Regions from separate parts of the Sus scrofa genome. Here region 1 is linked to region 2. A link is a contact called in public Hi-C data. All regions are on one chromosome and are shown on one strand. The core of a region is the stretch at or near the end of the contact, and the rest is flanking DNA. Distances in the headings are between cores, read along the strand shown.

Region 1 (4,842 bases), core at 1,404-3,903, 460 kb before region 2:
CAAAACCATGGGAGGATCTCCAATCGTTCATTTTTATGGCAAAAGAAGGGCTGGGTTTTAGAAAGGAAAAATCACATCACCCCCTTATCCTAAACCTAGATTCCCCTTCAGTATAAATCACCTGAGCACCAACACAGTGCCTGGCACATTATTCACCTGCCAAAAGCTCAATAAATCCCACTGCATAAATGAGTGAATGGAAGCCTGGCACCAAGAAGGCATTCAATAAATATGGTTGAATGAATGAAGATAGCCAACAAGACACTGCCTGTCGCAGGGAAAAAAAGAGCATGACATATTTATTGTGGAACGACTGCATGACAGGCTCACAAAGGATGAAGCAGAGAATGTAATGAGTCCAATGAAGCCCTGGGGCCAGATGCTGCAATCAAATCCCAATGCAGCCCCATAATGGGAGGCCTTGGCCACGTCACTTGAGATCAGCCAAATGAGGATCAGTTTCCCCATTTGAAAAAATGGGGTGACATCTACTTATCTTGCATGGTTCTTTCATGAATTAGAAAAAGGAAATGTAGGAGTTCCCGTCGTGGCACAGTGGTTAACGAATCCGACTAGGAACCATGAGGTTGCGGGTTGGGTCCCTGCCCTTGCTCAGTGGGTTAACGATCCGGCGTTGCCGTGAGCTGTGGTGTAGGCTGCAGACGCGGCTTGGATCCCGAGTTGCTGTGGCTCTGGTGTAGGCCGGTGGCTACAGCTCCGATTCAACCCCTAGCCTGGGAACCTCCATATGCCGAGGGAGCGGCCCAAGAAATAGCAACAACAACAACAACAACAACAAAAAAGACAAAAGACAAAAAAAAAAAAAGAAAAAAGAAAAAGGAAATGTAGGGAGTTCCCATTGTGGCTCAAAGGTAACGAACCCGACTGGTATCCATGAGGATGCAGGTTCGATCCCTGGTCCCGCTCAGTGGATTAAGGATCTGGCATTGCAGTGAGCTGTACATCACAGATGAGGCCCAGATCTGGATTCTGTGGTACAGGCCGGCAGCTGTAGCTTGGATTTGACCCCTAGCCTGGGGAAGTTCCATATGCTGTGGGTGCAGCCCTAAAAAGGAAAAAAGAAAAAAAATGAAAAAAGAAAAAGGAAATGTATATATACCATTTAGCACAAGGCTGGGCATATGGAAAGCACAGAATACAAAAACGGTTTAAAAAATTATTATTATTATTATTGTCTTTCTGTCTTTTTAAGGCCACACCTGCGGCATATGGAGGTTCCCAAGCTAGGGGTCGGATCGGAGCTGTAGACACCGGCCTACACCACAGCCACAGCAACAGGGGATCAGAGCTGTGTCTGTGACCTACACCACAGCTCAGCTCACCGAAACACCGGATCCTTAACGCATTGAGCGAGGCCAGGGGTCGAACTTGCATCCTCTTGGATGCGAGTCGGGTTCATTAACCGCTGAGCCATGACGGGAACTTCAAAAAAAAAAATTCTTGGAGTTCACGTCGTGGCTCAGTGGTTAACGAATCTGACTAGGAACCACAAGGTTGCGGGTTCAATCCCTGGCCTTGCTCAGTGGGTTAACGATCCGGCGTTGCCATGAGCTGTGGTGTAGGTTGCAGTCGCGGCTCGGATCCCGCGTTGCTGTGGCTCTGGCGTAGGCCGGCGGCTACAGCTCCGATTGGACCCCTAGCCTGGGAACCTCCATATGCCGCGGGAGCAGCCCAAGAAATGGCAAAAAGACAAAAAAAAAAAAAAAAAGTACTAAGTTTCCTTTAGGCTCACCATGTGTCCAGCACTGTGCCACACATTTTAAGTGTATGACCTCATAAAAATTCTCACATCAATCCTTTAAGAGAGACACAATTGGCACCTCTTACAGGTGAGAAAAGATGCACAAAGGGTGATGACAGGCTAAGATATGAGCTGGGATTCGAACCGAGCAACACACGAAATGCATACGCCTCTTCACTGCGCGGTATCTTCCACTACCCTAGCATCAGAGACCACTTAAAGGTTTAAGCGCTGAAACGGGCACCTCGCGTGCAGTTTTTTATTAACTCCATTCCATCAAAGTTCTGTGAGGCAGGGTTCAATACATCTACCTAAGGCTCAGAGAAGTTCTGCAACTTGCCCAAAGTCACTAGGTGCAGGGGGAGCAAACACCCCCTCGCTCTCCACTCCGGTGGTGGGAAGCCTTCCCTCAGCGCTCACTAGAGCGCAATATCTGCACTTGGATATCCTCAGGCCGACCCCACTCCTGTATCCACGAGGGAAACCCCGAAACCTCGCCCATGGCAGCCCCAACCACCCCCAACGGTCTTCAAGGTAACCCTCATCCACTCAGCTCTGACACCTCCAGGTCACCCCCTTGACCATCTCCCCAGCCCGGGCTGGGGGTCGCCAGCCGCCCTGAGACAGACCCGGCAGCGTGGGGGAGGGGAACTGGGAAGGGCGCATGCTCAGAAGGCTCCATTTGGTCCCCAGCTCACCTGGGAGTCGCGGAATTCCACCACCACGTTCTCGCTGCTCCATCTCGCCGCCATTTTCCGCGCCCAGCCGTCGGGACACGAGAACTACGCGTCCCTACCTCAGACACCCGCGTTCCTGGGCTCGGCGAGCCCCACGCAGCCCGCGAGTCAGTGCTGCCACGCCCCGTCCTCGCTTCTGCCTGACCGCAAACTATTGGCTGACCCAAACACTGGCTCCACCCCCTCTTCCCGGATCCTCCAATTGTGGCACGGCGCCTGCCCCCCGAAAAAGGTACGACCCCCTTCACTCCGTCACGGCGTGGGTCACTTTCGCCCCTCGCGGCTGCGGATACCGCCCCCCCCCCTGCCGCGAGCTCTGCCGGGAGTTGTAGTCCAAAGTATGGACAACCGGGGAAGAGCTTGCAGGTTAGAGTTTGGCCGAGGGGAGGTGCGTGTTTTTCCAATCCGTCTCCTCGACGGTGTCAATGGCAAGGCCCAGACTGCATAAAAACCAAAGCTGAGCATTAGTGCAAACCAATGATTATCTCTTACCTCGAAGCCTGGCGCAAAGGCATTGAAAAGGGTAAATGCGCGATTCAATACAGTTTTATACAGTACAGCAGCGCCAGCTAAAATGTCTAGGGACCTGGGGGAGGGGGGTCTACGAAGGCAAAAAATGTCACTGTTATACTAAGAAGTTATTTGCTTTTTTCTTTTTCCTTCACAAATGCACAGTGTTTTTCACAGGTTAGTTACTACTTTTTTTTTTTTTTTTTTTTTTTTTTTGGTCTTTTTGCTATTTCTTGGGCCGCTCCCGCGGCATATGGAGGTTACCAGGCTAGGGGTCGAATTGGAGCTGTAGACGCCGGCCTACGCCAGAGCCACAGCAACGCGGGATCCGAGCCGCGTCTGCAACCTACACCACAGCTCACGGCAACGCCGGATCTTTAACCCACTGAGCAAGGCCAGGGATTGAACCCTCAACCTCGTGGTTCCTAGTCAGATTCGTTAACCACTGCGCCACGACGGGAACTCCTTAATACACATTTGTAACAGATTGAATGTAGAAGCAGGTGTGAAAATCTAGGATTTTTCTCTTAAGCCAATCATTAAAGAAAGTTGCCACTGTTCCCACTAAAGCTGTTTTGTTTTGGAAAATAAAGTTACTTTTCATTTACAAAATGTATTGTTAATGTTAACGCTCATTGACGTGTAAATTAATTTTTTTTTTGTCTTTTGTCCTTTTAGGGCCACACCCACAGCATATGGAGGTTCCCAGGCTAGGGGTCTAATTGGACCTGTTAGCTACGCCACAGCCACAGCCACACCACATCCGAGCCACGTCTGCAACCTACACCACAGCTCACGGCAACACCAGATCCTTAACCCACTGAGGGAGGCTAGGATCGAACCTGCAACCTCATGGTTCCCAGTAGGATTCGTTTCTGCTGCGCCACCACAGGAATGCCAAAATTTTTTAATTATTAGTGTTAATATCTGATGAACTAGACATAAAAGTTTGGGGGGATCATTAATAATTTTCAAGAGTGTAAAGGGGGAGTTCCCAGGTGGCACAGTGGGTTAAGGATCACTGCTGTGGCTCAGATTCCATCCCTGGCCCTTGGAACTTCCATGCCATGGGCCCAGCCAAAAACTAAAACCAAAAAAAAAAGTGCAAAGGGGACCTGAGATCAAAAAGTTGGAAAACCGCTATGCTAATACAGGGAATGGCCACTAAGTTCTCTTCCTCAGCTCCAACCTCTGAAATCCTGGGCTTAACTGGTTTAGCCTCAGTTTCTCTACAGAAGGAGAAAATTCATTTGGTTGTCCTAAGGAGTTAACCATTAACCACAAGGCCTGGAATATAACCAATCCTCAAGTGTAAACTGTCCCTATTGGGTTTTTTTGGTGGCCTACACCAGGCTCCAAGCTGCATCTGCGACCTACACCACAGCTCACGGCAATGCCAGATCCTTAACCCACTGAGCGAGGCCAGGGGTTAAACCCACATCCTCATGGATACCAGTCAGGGTTCATAACCAGCTAAGCCACAACTTACTGTTGTGTTTATATTAATGCTGCTTTTACATGCAAGCCATTGCATGAATAGAGATAAGAAGCCTTCCATTCCCTCCTGGAGAGTTGGAAACAATGGGAAACAGATTTGTCAACAGGTTAGGGTGACCAACCGTGGAAACTGCTCGGTATGGGCAAATGGGGCAGTCGGTCACTGTACAACAGGCATACAGTTGGCAGAATTATGTTTTATAAAAGCAATGTAGGGAGTTCCTGTCGTGGCTCGGTGTCTAACGAATCCGACTAGGAACCATGAAGTTGAGGGTTCGATCCCTGGCCTTGCTCAGTGGGTTAAGGATCCAGCGTTGCCGTGAGCTGTGGTGTAGG
Region 2 (4,903 bases), core at 2,375-4,874:
CCGGCAGCTGTAGCTCCAATTGGCCCCCTAGCCCGGGAATCTCCATATGCCATGGATGTGGCCCTGAAAAGACAAAAGACAAAAATAAATAAATAAATAAATAAAAACAAGTCACAAAATAGACTTCTTAATAGAAACACAGAAACTTAGAAAATAATGAAGGAATACTTTTAAAATTCAGATGGGGGTTGTTCCCGTCATGGCTCAGTGGTAACGAATCTGACTGGGAATCATGAGGTTTCGGGTTCGATCCCTAGCCTTGCTCAGTGGGTTAAGGATCTGGCGTTGCCGTGGGCTCTGATGTGGGTTGCAGACGCAGCTTGGATCCCGCGTTGCTGTGGCTCTGGCATAGGCTGGCGGCTACAGCTCCGATTCGACTCCCTAGCCTGGGAACCTCCATATGCCACGGGAGCGGCCCAATAAATGGCAAAAAGACAAAGGAAAAAAAAAAATTCAGATGGCGTTCTCCTGACGCACTGCAGGTTAAGGATCTGGTGATGTCACTGCAGTGGCCTGGGTCGCTGATGGTTCACAAGTTTGACCCTTGGCTCAGGAAAGCACTGGTGTGGCCAAAAAAAAAAAAAAAAAAAAAAAAAATTCAGAAGGAAAATTATTATTACAGAGCCCAGAATTATTATTATTATAGAACACAAAATTCTATACCAAACTATTAATCATGCCTGAGAGTCACTTGGTTATTTAAATATTTAAATATTTGGGGTCTCAAAAGTTTCTACCATGAATCTTTCCTCAAGAATTATTTGAAGATTTATTCTCATTTTGGTGGAAGAAACCAAGAAAGACATCACGAGACCCAAGAAACAGGGAATCCAAGAGAGAAGGGAAATAAAAGGATATCCAGAGTGGTGGTGACGATGGAAGATCTTAGGTTTAAAAATGGTAAAACTCAGCTAAGCTAGAGCAGGTCAGAAGGCAAAGATACTTGAAAAAAGTGAATGATGGAGTTCCCTTTGTGGCTCAGCAGGTTACATAGTGTCTGTCTGTGGGGAAGCAGGTTTGATCCCTGGCTTCATTCAGTGGGTTAAGGATCCAGCATTGCAGCAAGCTACTATATAGGCTGCAGACGTGGCTCAGATTCGGTGTTGCTGTGGCTGTGGTGTACACCAGCAGCTGCAGCTCTGATTCAACCCCTGGCCTGGAAACTTCCATATTGTGTGGCCATAAAAAGGAGAAGAAAAAAAAAAAAAGTTTATCTAATGAATCTACTCTTTTTTTTTTTTTTGTCTTTTTAGGGCCGCACCCACGCAGCATATGGAGAATCCCAAGCCAGGGGTCTAATCAGAGCTGTTGCTGCCAGCCTACACCACAGCCACAGCAATGCCAGATCCGAGCCAAGTCTGCGACCTATACCACAGTTCAAAGGAACACTGAATTCTTAACCCATTGAGTGAGGCCAGGGATCAAACCTGCAACCTCATGGTTCCTAGTCGGATTCATTTTGGCTGTGCCACAAAGGGAACTCCTAATGAATCTAAATATCTCAGGAAATGATTTAGACAATTCTGAGAGTTTAGTAGCAAGTACATAAATGACTAACAGGAGTTCCCAGTGTGGCTCAATGGAAATGAATCGCACTAGCATCCATGAGGTCACAAGGTTCGATCCCTGGCCTTTGCGAAGTGGGTTAAGGATCCGGCACTGCCATGAGCTGTGGTGTGGGTTGAAGATGCGGTTCAGACCTGACATTGCTGTGGCTGTGGCATAGGCCAGCAGCTCCAACTCCGACTGACCCCTAGCCTGGGAACCTCCATATGCTGTGGGTGCAGCCCTAAAAAGACAAATAAATAAATAAATAACTAAGCAACAACAACAAAATTGCAATGATTAACTCCAGAGAAAACTAGTGCAGGAATAGCCATAACGGTATATACCACATGATTCGGCCAGAACATGGTGTCCACAGTTGCTTTAAAAAAGTAAACACTTAATAATGACCTAACCCAAATTAGACAGAGGAACATTAGCAGGCTGGAGAGTTAGAGAGGGTCTGAAGGTGAAAAGATGTGTCAGCAGTAAGGGGAAAGCTAAAAGGGGGTAAAAAAATAAGACTTAACATGGACAGATTAAGAAAACACAATGGAAATACCAAATTTTAAAAGCAGATATCATTCTGCAGAGAAGTGATACGGATGATTAATAGTGATAGGAACTGCCATTTGAAAATAAATCTGTTAGAAATATTTAACTATTTTTGGAGTTCCCACTGTGGCTCAGCAGAAAAGAACCCGACAAGTATCCATGAGGATGCAGGTTCCCTTCTTGGCCTTACTCAGTGGGTTAAGGATCTGGTGTTGCCAGCTACACTACCTGTGGTGTATGTCACAGACTCTGCTCAGATGCCGCGTTCCTCTTACTGTGGAGTAGGATGGCAGCTGCAGCTCCAATTTGACCCTTAACCTGTGAACTTCCATGGTCCCCAAAAGCAAAAAAACATTCTAAGATAAAATAACTTAAAAAAGAAATATTTGACTATTTTTCAGCAGGTGCATACAAAACTTTGATTCAAATGAAAACTGGTTTTCAAATGATCACACTGGCAGATATGTAAAGACCAATGTTGGTGGACAAGGAATCTGAGAAACCAGCTGGGAAGTTACTTCAGGTCTTAGTGAAGAATAATAGTTGTTCAGTAAGAGTGAGATTGGAGAGAGAGTGATGAGAAACTCATTTTCCACACAGACACACTGGTTGGAACAAAAGAGAGGAAACAAGGACAACTCCTAGGCTTTTTTGGTTTTATTTTTCATCGGAGCTACTCTATAGGAAGATACTTATAATTTGATGGGGAAGCCTGGGGAAGGTGCAGGATGCCGGAAGGGGTAGGTCTGGGTGACGTTTATTTCAGCCTGGGTTCGGTTTTAGAAACCTATACAAAAACAAGGTCTGAAAAGAGAGAAATGGATACAGACATTGCAGAGAGGCAAAGGGTATCATTAAGTGAACTTGCTAACAAGAAGATCCCTCCTGCAGGCAGAAAGTGAAGATATCTATCTCTGCCGTGATGCCAGCGAGCAATTAATTCCCTGGGGGCGGAAGGTCTGGCGACAGACTGCCTTTCAGAAGACTGCAAGGTTGGTGAGGGTACGCGAAGACCGACCACCGCCAGCGTCCCCAGAGATAGGGCCCTGTTCACGTGCCAGTTCCCGAACTCCGAGAGGGGGCGTCGGCCGAAGTGAGGCCTCGAGAAAGGGCTGCGCGAGACAGCCCGGGGCACACATCCCGGGTCACGGGGGCCGCGCGGTACGAGGACGCGCGGCACCCGCGCCCGAGAGCCACCCGGGCCACCGGGCCCACGCACGGGAGCCAAGCGCGCCTCACGTGAGACGCGGGGCGGGGCAAGCTGCCTCTCGCCTCTAGCCGAGTCGCTCACCCGACGGCACGTAGTCCTCGTCCTCCTCCGAGGTGGAGAAGTCTTCGGAGTCGAATTCCTCCATATCGCTGCCGCACGAGGGGGGCTGAGTCGCAGGGCCGCAACAGCTGCCCCCAACGGCAAAGCTCTAGGGAGCCACCATAGAGCTGCGGCGGGGGCGGCGGCGGCGGCGGCTGGGGCGGCCCCCAGCCTCTGCACATGCGCAGAGAGTGTATGTGGTCGAATGCGACACTTCCGGACCAGTGCCTTCTGCTGGATGCTACTGTGGGGGTTGGCGGAACACGGGCTGGGCGCCGAAGCGGTGCATGCTGGAACTTGTAGTCTTCAGAGCTACCAGCTGCTTTGATTTAGTAAACATGCTTAAACTAAGTTTGTTTTGCCCGTGGGAATACGGCAGACCTTCATTACTCGCAGTTTGGTATTTTTGAAATCGCTTACTTGTTAAAATTTATTATCACCCCCAAAATTAATATTCGCGGTGCTTTCTGGGGTTATTTGCGGACATGCGCAGAGAGTGAAAATTTTTGAGTCAACCCAAGGTTTGTGGTACCAAGGTTGAAAGAGGCAGGCGGTCTTGCTTCTTCCGCTCGAATGCTGTAAATAAGTGTCCTTTTCGCAATCACTTTAGTGCCGCGTTTTTTGCATTTTTGTGCTTTTTGTTGGTGATTTCGCTGTTAAAAATGACCCCCGAGCGTGGTGCTAAGGTGCTGCCTAATGTTCCTAAGCGCAAGAAGGCTGTGATGTGCCTTCCGGGGAAAATACGAGTGTTAGATAAGCTTCGTTTAGGCATGAGTTGTAGTGCTCTTGGCCGTGAGTTCAATGTTAATGAGTCAACAATCCTTTACATCAAGAAAAAAAGAAAAGGAAATTCGCCGATCTGTACGTGAGGCTGCTCCGGAAAGTGCTGAAGTGACGTCTATAGTGGGGGTGAGGAAGCAATGGAAAAAATGGAAAAGCGGCTCAATTTGTGGATTCATGAGAAGACAACCGATAAAAAAGGTGTGGTGGACAGCACTGCTGTGAAGCTGAAAGCCAACGAAATTTACAGCCATGTTACCCAGGGTCAGAAAAATGTGAAACCGTCCTAGGCTAGTGCTGGGTGACTTGCACGTTTCAAAAGGCGATATGGGGTGAATAATGTTAAGCTTGCAGGTGAGACAAGTTCTGCAGATCAGGAGGCTGCAGAAATTTAAAAAATACTTGCTAAGTATTATAAGGAAAAAGGATATGTGGAAGAGCAGGTTTTCAATGCTGATGAGACTGGCTTATTTTATAAGGATGTTGGCAAAAGAACCTATATAACGCAAATGGCCTCCAAAGCCTCTGGCTTTAAATCTTTCCAAGACTATGCAACCCTGCTTTTGTGCACCAATGCCAAGGGTGACTTTAACTGCAAACCCCTAATGGTGTACAGAGCTCCAAGTTCACAAGCATTTAAAGGGAAAAGTGTGAACCATATGCCGGTCCATTGGAGGTGGAACAAAAAAGCGTGGATGACGTCTGATTGGTTCC

What was found. A called contact is a pair of places that touch in the nucleus more often than the background predicts.
Region 1: a contact with region 2 is called in a Hi-C map of liver, with 9 times the contacts expected there. The contact joins the promoter of WDR59 here to the promoter of CFDP1 in region 2. A contact is called at or near these places in 1 of 5 promoter capture datasets (liver) and 1 of 47 Hi-C or Micro-C datasets (liver).

Annotation. Positions count from the first base shown.
Region 1 is chr6:12,679,977-12,684,818 of Sscrofa11.1, reverse strand. It overlaps WDR59 (WD repeat-containing protein 59), which reads right to left and starts at 2,653. Exons shown (of 28, transcript XM_021093785.1): 1 at 2,461-2,653. The coding sequence starts at 2,514.
Region 2 is chr6:12,222,422-12,227,324 of Sscrofa11.1, reverse strand. CFDP1 (craniofacial development protein 1) reads right to left here and starts at 3,624. Exons shown (of 7, transcript XM_021093775.1): 1 at 3,392-3,624. The coding sequence starts at 3,455.